2 separate regions of the Hordeum vulgare genome follow, and region 1 is linked to region 2. Evidence: chromatin contacts called from public Hi-C data. All regions are on one chromosome and are shown on one strand. The core of a region is the stretch at or near the end of the contact, and the rest is flanking DNA. Distances in the headings are between cores, read along the strand shown. Region 1 has its middle 16 kb from the start of LOC123447389. Region 2 holds the start of LOC123449859 (ABC transporter C family member 13).

Evidence for each region. Hi-C and Micro-C count contacts between places; a contact is called where the count stands out from the background.
Region 1: a contact with region 2 is called in a Hi-C map of leaf, with 2.5 times the contacts expected there. The contact joins the enhancer-like site here to the promoter of LOC123449859 in region 2. A contact is called at or near these places in 4 of 6 Hi-C or Micro-C datasets (leaf and seedling) and 1 of 1 datasets of contacts at active chromatin or transcription factors (embryo).

Annotation. Positions count from the first base shown.
Region 1 is chr4H:593,357,307-593,361,657 of MorexV3_pseudomolecules_assembly, forward strand. No RefSeq gene overlaps it. Among protein-coding and RNA genes, the nearest start is that of LOC123447389, 16 kb to the right of the region's middle. Within about 2 kb of position 2,540, at least 1 of the 3 cell types and tissues checked has open chromatin away from gene starts, as enhancers often do. A contact at or near this core is called in leaf, where this site is marked.
Region 2 is chr4H:593,207,232-593,211,690 of MorexV3_pseudomolecules_assembly, forward strand. It overlaps LOC123449859 (ABC transporter C family member 13), which reads right to left and starts at 2,121. Exons shown (of 11, transcript XM_045127211.1): 1 at 474-2,121; 2 at 72-392. The coding sequence starts at 2,042.

The sequences.
Region 1 (4,351 bases), core at 1,290-3,789, 150 kb after region 2:
CCATGTCTTTGTTAATTGTGCTCAATGAGATCCTTCTGAAACTGACAGTGGGTGTTTGCGTCCTTAATATGTCGGTATGTCTGAATTAATGCTTGTATACGGTTAGGATCTTTAGTTGTCTTCACACGGCTACCGACATTGTTGTACAAGAATTCCAAGTTCATGTCCCTCTCATCTTCGAGGATCATGTTGTGAAGAATCACACAGGAATTCATGAGTTCTTAAGGGTTCGTTTGTCTCAAAAACAAGCAGGACCACGAACGATGACAAACCTTGGTATCTTCACTAATGCGAAGATATTTATCGACATAGTCAGCTGGAACGTCATAGAGTTTGTTTGGTAGAGTGCATGGAGTGTGCATGAGCTCAAGAGTTTCCTTATCAACCCACTTTTGAGTATTAGTAGCTTGCATGGGGCCTCCTTAGCATGCATGAGCTTAATCCAACTACCCTCTTAACATGCACGAAGAGTGAACACCCAAGAGTCGTTCACTAGTGAGCATGCATGAATGAGGCAAGTGACAATGTGTATGAAAAAATCTTCAAATTTTTTTAAAAAAAATTTCGGAAAATGCACAAAACACTAAAAATTATCTAGATTTTATTTTTTTTCCAAAATTTTAAAAAATCTCCTGAATTTTAAAATTTGTTAAAAATTTATAAAAATGTCGTGATTTTAAAAAATGTACGAACTTACATTTTTTCCAAATTTTCAAAAACTGTTTGGATTTTCTAAAAATTTATTTTAAAAAAAATAATCAATTTCTCAATATTTGTTTAAATTTTAAAAAAGATCAAACTTTTAAAAAAATTGAAATTTCAAAAGATATTTAATTTTGAACAAAATATATTTCCCCGTGTTTAAAAAAATCACGTTTTTTAAATGTTTTGTTTACTTATTTGAAAATACCGGTTGCTACAGTATCGGCCGACATGTCTAAGGAGATATAAGCTACTAAACAGATTCTCAGTTGAATATATCTCAGCACATACACCACTACTAAACAACACGAAATGCATGTACTCAGCATGTTACAGTCAGCATGTATCAGACAAGAACAACCATGTTAGGTTGGAAAATGCTACCAAACACACCCATATGCAATCACTCGCATAGCTGCCGATATTTTTTGATATACGCTAAAACCTGTCAAGCCAACGGCGTTTCTCCTTTGAGTAAAAAACAAGAATTTGCCTCGCAAGTTTGCACAAAATTTATGATGAGGGATTGGCGCATTCGATGCCTTCTTCAGAAGAGGTGCGACGGATATGTTAGACTGTCCGCGAAGTAGTCTTGCATGAGCATCTCGTTCCCAAATTGGCGGTTGCGAGGGATAAAATAGCGCCCGACGGTCGATCCTCGTCGTCTCTTCCGGTTTCTATCCTCGTACTCCTTCACGGCGATCACGACCACCACCATTTGCCGCTGATGTCTCTCGAGCAGCGACTCTATGTCCGAGTTGTCCCACGAGCACGAATCCTCGAGCAAAAACTCCTTGCAAGGGCTCAAATCTATCTATAAAAATGGTGCACCCGAGGTCGCATGAAAGGATATTCTTTGCCAGATTCACCATTAATTCAAACTAGACAAGGGCACGAAAGGACTCGCCAGCGACGGGCTGGGGGCGGCGGCAAACTTGCGAATCCGAGGCAGAGGTGGGCTGGAGCCGGCGGTGGCTCGGCAGGGGTCAATCCGGTCCTACACGCGGCCGGGGGCGACGGGCTCGGTGGATTCGATGAGGCGGCAAGGCGGCGCGGTTGAGCGGGCTCGGGAGCGGTCCGGCGACGTGATTCCGGCGGGGGGTATGGCCAGAATCGCTAGCGGCTGGTGGACGGTGGCGCTATGAAATGGGGGACGGAACCAATACGGACTGAAATGTCCCTCCTGCCATCCGCTTTTGCGAGATACAAGGCACCGACGGGATGGGGACGAAAATTTTGTATTCACGGATCAGAGGGGCACTTTTACCGCGCCCTTTAAAAAAAATTTAAGGGTCTCCTGCGTTTATGGGTCTGTTCGGGACACTTTTTCCCCACGGAACTGTATTTTAAATCAGTGAATATTTCGTGGAAATTTGGAATTTGTTTTCAAATGCACAAACAACTTTTTGTTACGACAAACATCTGTCAAATGAAGTAGAATCTTCAAATACATTAAATTTTTTTGGGTCAGCGAATATATTTTTAATTGATGATTTGTTTTTGTAATTCGTGGACATTTTCTGAATTTCAACATTTTTTGAAAACCTCCTGAACATAGATCTTGAATTCATGAACATGTTTATTCAGTATCATGAATATTTGTCAAATATGTAAACATTTTTAAATCACAGATTTATTTTTTATCCTCAAAACTAATTTTGTATTTGTGGAAATACCTATTTTTCAAAATAATAAAGAAAATAAAGAAACATAAGTAAAATAAAATAAAAAATTATGGGAAAAGATATAAAATAAACAGGGTACCGTGCTTAAAAGGGCCTTGTCCCAGCACGCTTTCCGTAGCGTAGCACCCCGAATAGGAGGAGTTTTTGAGATGGAAAATCTTATCGGATATCCTTATTTGATGCTCTCTGCGTCGCTTGTCGGGGCTTCGGGCACGTTTGGGAATGGGCCGATCCGTTTATACGCCAATACCTCCGGTTTGGGAAAATGTTCCAACCAGTTTGTCTTGGTTTTACGAAACTTTTCCTAAACTTTTTTTTTCTTTTCTGTTTCTGTTTCAAAAATGTTCTGGGTTTTCAAAAAATGTTTCGGGATCTGACAAATTATTCTTGAATTTGCAAAAATGTTCAGCATTTGAAAAATATTTCGAAATTTGAAAAAAATGATCCGGAATCGTGAAAATTTTCTGGAATTTTAAAAAATGTTCCCAATTTTTTCTGTGTATGTTTTAAATAATGTTCTGGAATTTCAAAAATGTTCTCAATTTAAAAAAATTGTTTCGGAATTTGAAAAAATGTTCTGGATTTTTCAAAAAATATTTTGGAGTTTGAAAAATGTTCCAGAATTTGAAAAAATGTTCCAGAATTTCAAAAATCTTTAGGAAATTAAAAAATGTTCCGGAATCTATAATTATTTCCAGGGCTTTAAAAAATGTTTCGGAATTTTAAAAAAATGTTCCCAATTTCCTCTGTTTACGTTTTAAATAATGTTCTTAGTTTGCAAAAAATGTATCGGAATTTGAAAAAATGTTCTGAAGTTTGGAAAATGTTCGAGAATTTGAAAAAATGTTCCCATTTTGAACTTTTTTTACAAATGCCCATGTACAACAGCTGATTAAGTTTCAGAAATACAACAACTGATTAATTTGAAAAAGATTTCCATTTATAATTTCTCCTTCTAAATACAACAGCTGATTAAGTTTCAGGAATTCAAAAAAAATATTTTTCATTTCAAAACTTGTTCTCAAGCTTAAAAAAATGTTCGCGCTTCCAAATTTGGTCAGGATTTTCCGATCAGACCCCGTATATCGCCCCAGCCCGTAGATATTTTTGCGGGGCGCGTCAAAACTTCTCCTCCAACCTCTAGTTTCACGGGTTGGGAGGTCGACCCGAGCTCAGCCCCTATCCGCAGCGAGATTTGGCAGGGGAGACATTTCCGCGTGGCCTTTCCCGCTCGATCCACCCGCCGCCACCGTTGCCTCGCCACCTCACGCTCCGGTGCATCCTCCGCGGCAGTCCCTCGCCGCCATGGACGCCTCCTTGCTGCCCCCCGTCACCGTCGAGGTCGCGCACGCTCCTTCCCCTCAGGCGGATCTTGTCGCCGGCCATGTTGGCCCCGCCGTGACTCTAGCTAGCACCGCGCCTGCCCGCAAGCGGCAGGGCAACGTTGTCGTGCAGGGCGGAAATCCGGCAGCCCCCGCCGCGAAGGCTCGCGCTCCGGGCGCTAACGTTGTTGCGCGATCTCGGCCGGCGGCGGAGAGGGTCACCAAGGTCGCGGGCATCAAGAGGAAGAAGATTCCGGCTACAAACAAGCCGCCTCCTTCATCCTCTCACTCCATCCCGGAAAGAGATGCCCCGGCGATGCCGTTCAACGGTGTCGTTCCCCCGCAAGCGAGGTGTTCGACGAAATGGTAGGAAGGTATGCGTCTTCGGTCATGGCCATTTCATTTCGTTTTCGCCATTTGTCGTGATAGCTCGTCACTTCTTAATCATTCAATATAGCGGTGGTTCAAACAATCCAACTTCTGAGTTCGTGAACTTGTTGGACACCAACGCCGTTGACATTGATCAAGCCCCGTTCGCCGCATTCGACTACAATAAAACGGAGGGCGGCATGGATGATCATGGTTGTGAGGACGATTTGGCGGAGATCGAAGCGGAAGCGTATGAGCAATCGTAATCAAAAT
Region 2 (4,459 bases), core at 871-3,370:
CAAAACCCAGACATGTTATGAAACAGAAGCACCTTTAAAAAAATAGGATAAAAGGCAACATCGGCACCGACCTTAAATAGATCACTTCCAGTATGAGCATCAACAGCACTGAAGGGGTCATCAAGCAAATAAATATCAGCATCTTGGTACAGTGCTCTCGCAAGCTGCACTCTCTGTTTCTGACCTCCACTCAAATTAATGCCTCTGTCGCCAATGATGGTCTGATCTCCATACTGGAGCAACTGAAGATCTTTCTTCAGGGAGCAAGCCTCGAGTACTCTCTTATAACGCGGTCTGTCCATTGGAGTGCCGAAAAGAACGTTCTCCTCAATATTTCCAGACTGAATCCAGGCAGTCTGAGAAACATATGCTGCTGTACCACTGACCCTAACCTGGATAAGGAGCAGAAGGAAAATGTAATTAAGCCGTCATTCAAGTTAGCATCAACTCTTTTCTTTTATGCATGTACTTACTTGGCCAGACAGCCTGGGTATCTCCCCAAGTATAGAGGACAATAGACTTGATTTGCCAGAACCAATCACACCACAGACTGCTACTCTCATGCCTCTTACCACACTAAGTTGTATACCATAGAGTGTAGGGGTTGAGCAAGATGGGTTCCAAGAGAAATTGCCATCCCTGATATCGATTGCCTTGTCTGTACTGCCCTGTGGAACACTTATTGTTGCATCATCCGGCAGCTCTTCTTGCCGCAAGAAGTGAGACAACCTGTCCAAAGACACCCTCGTCTGAGCTATCATGGAGATGAGATCAGGGAAATTCCTCAGAGGCTCTTGAAGGATCCTAAAAGTTGCTAAAGCAGAGAGAACACCTCCGGCAGTGAGCTCGCCACCAAGCAATATACAGGTGCCGAAAGTTATGACCGAGACAAAGATTGGCGAGCTCCAGAAAACAAACGTAACTGCGGCCTGTGAATACAAAGCCCACTTGAGCCACCTGCATTCAACGTTCCTCATCTCTTCAAGCATTATCCTGTACCGGTCCTCCCACGCCTGCAACTTGAGAATTCTCATACTCTTCAAGCACTCTGCAGTCTTGCGCATACGCTCATCCTTTGCTGCCATTAGCTTATCTTGGTAGTGCTCCTGCAGCTTCGCCACAGGAACCGAGGCAGCAATCGACAGCGCAGTGGCTATCAATGTCGAAACGGTGGCGATCCCGACATTCTTGTAAAGGATGGCGAGCGCAAGGATGATCTGCAGTGGAAGCATCCATATGTCATGAAAGTACCATGCATAGTCCCCCACCCGCTGCACATCAACGGCCATGTAATTCACAATCTCACCGCTCGTATGGCTCTGCTTTGAGGCATTCGACAGCCTGAGGCCCTTCCTGTACACCATGGCCGTCAGGCCGGACTTGACATGGATCCCCATGACGTCCACGCCCAGGTACCACTGGCGAGCAGTGAGCGTCTCAATCAGCTTTGATACGAAAAATACGGAGGCAAGGATGTAACCTTCATGGGGGAATGCAATTTTGCCACTGAGGTAGTCCACAAAGTAGCTGATCAGGTAGGGGCCGACATAGGACACGACGGTGTTCACCGCGGCGAAGCAGCCGTTGATGGCCGCCTCCCGCCAGAAGGACTTGAGTATTGCCCATGCCAGCGATGGCTCCTTGTCAGGGCACTCGATCCGCTGGCGCTCATAGTGACTGCTCATGGCCTTGTAGCAGAACTTGGCACGATCCTTGTGAGCCAGCAAGGGTATGTCAGCCAGCTCCAGCGGCCTCTTGGCCCCAACCGAGAGCAACGGGCTGAGCCATGAGAGCGTTGCGAGGCTGAGAATCCCGGCATCCCCGTAGGGAGTCACCCGGAGGCAGCCGGGCTCCTCCTCGGCATCTCTGCGCTGGCCGCCGAGCAACAGGGGCTCATGGACACCGGTGTCATCATCACTAAACTCCAACTCGACACCGCTGGAACCCATGACACCAACCAAGCAGAGGAAGCCGAGGGCCGGCAGCGACGCGAAGTTGGCGACCATGTGCGCGTAGTCCACATCATGGTCGGCGCCGCCCATGAGGCGCCTGGAGTCTTCGAAGGCGATGGCGACGGAGAGCGCGAAGGCGAGCACCCACCAGACCCGCACGAGCGCCGGGAACCTGCCGCGGCCGCCGGCGCGCGCCCGCAGCGCGAGCGCCAGCAGGGCCGCCCAAGCCAGCGCCTGCACGGCCGGCAGCAGCAGCGCCTCGGCCTCGACGGGCGGCGCCGCGACCGCGGCCTCGTAGCTCAGCGCGGCGAGCTGCGCCAGCAGGGCGTAGCCGCAGCAGGCGAGGGCGGCCCTGAACCACACGCCCGAGGAGGCGGCGAGGGGCGCGTCGGCGAGGGCCCCATCGACGGCGGGGGGGCGGGGCGGCTTGAGGCAGGAGGCGCAGCGCGAGGCGAGGGCGCGGGCGCCGCGGAGGAGCAGGAGGAGGAGCGCGAGGGCGAGCAGCGCGGCGTGCGCGGCGGCGGCGGCGGCCTCCGTGAGGGGGAGGGTGTGGTGGCGGAGGCGCGGCATTGGGTGGGGGTGGGGGGGATCGGGGGCGTCAGGAGGAGGGGGAGGGGGGCGGCGAGGGGTTTAAAAGGCATCGGGGGCCTCCCACCCGGCCACGGTGCGGTTGCGGTGGCAGGGGGTGGTGGGGGCGGGCGCGGCCGCTCGCGGGAGAGCTCAGGCGGCGGGCGGCGGGCGCAGATGGGAACAAAGGAGGGTTTTTTGGCCTCTTCCGGCTCGCCGGACGAGGCGGGTGACGGGGGAGATTCGGTGGATTTTCCCCCGTCTAAATGCAGCAGTAGCCGCAGCAGCAGCGGCAGCGCACGGATGAAAGAAGGAAGGAACGAACTCGGTCCCGTCCGTCCCGTGCCCGCCCGTCTCCTGCTACGTGTGCGCGGTCCTTCTTCCCCGATCCACCTCGTCGGCGCTGCGTGTCCGCGCGCCCGTGCCGCGTGGGGGGCCGGAGGGATGCGGTGACGGTGAGGAGTAGGTGGGATTTGGGGGGGCGGCGGTGGGAGAGGGGAGAGGGTAGGGGGCGTGTTGGTGTTGGTGCGATTTTCCACTGCGGAGGGGACGGTTTCGGGGTTGCAGACGGGACGAGGCGGCATTTATAGACACGGCGTACAGAGGAAGAAGGAGAGTTGCGGGTGGGTTTTTCTTTTTCCTCTTGCCAAGAAAACATTTTCTTTGGGTCTTCCTTCATATTGCCCATACGTGTACTCGCTCTGTAACCTAATATAAAGAGGTTTAGATCACTATTTTAGTTATCTATAAACGCTTTTATATTAGTTTATAGAGGGAGTAGATGTTATAGGAGTCTTGATACACGTCTCGTATGGTGTGCAAGAGAAATAGACTGTACGTCTACGCCTGGACAAACAGTTAACGTCCACACGTCCGGACTCCTGCCTCGCAGCCCGTGCGTTCGACCTGTCACCTCGCGGTCCCGTGTGCCTTGGGCATGACAGTTGTCATGGTTGCTGAACCGTGTCAATTGTTTGATTAATTGTAGTTGTCATGTCTGAACAATTATAATTACCATGGTTGCTCAACTGCAGTCGTTATATTTGAACAACTGCATTGTCATGTAACACTAGAAAGACATGACAACTGACAGACGTGTTGACGCGCGACGGCAGTTGCACCGAGTTGTCATGTAACGCTGAAAAAGACATGACAACTGACAGGCGTGTGGGCGCACGACGGCAGTTTCATTCTGTTGCCATGTAATGGAAAAGACATGGCAACTGACAGGTGTATGGGCGTGCGACGGCAGTTCCATTCGGTTGTCATGTAACATTGAAAAAACATGGCAACTAACAGACGTGAGGGTGTGTGGGCGCGACGTCAGTTCCACCACACGTAGTGTTGGCAGCCGCGGGATTTGCGTGCGTGAAACAGATGTGTGAGTAAACTGATAGACGTTCACACACCATTCCTTCCTACATAACATAAAATTTATCAAAAACTGTCAAGATTCGTTTAAACACGCATGAACGGTGAGTGGGCGAGTTACAAAGCACCCACACCTATAGGCAATATTTTTTCCCTTTCTTTTTGTTTTCGGGGATACTAGGAGTATTTATTACTCGATCTAGTCTGGCGGACAATTGTTCCTTTCGCCGCTGCACGTGAACGCACGCATCATCAGAAAGAGTGTACTCGTATTCGCATCCTTGGAAAAAGAGAAAAAATATTCTAATGCCACAACGGCCAGTGTGTTCATACAAAAATAAATTACTTCTGGTTTTAAAAACCTTGATATTCAAACTCTTCAAAATTACTTCAAAACGCTTTTATATTTCTTACGGAGTGAGTACTTAGCTGGTCGGTTAAAAGAAGTGACTTGCCCAAAATTTGAATTCAGTCACCATACCTTTAGCATGTCCTCCTTTTTTCACTACTTTTGACGAGAGGTTAATGTTTTATGTCACGTTGGTGAGGTATTTCTGTCAAATTAAATA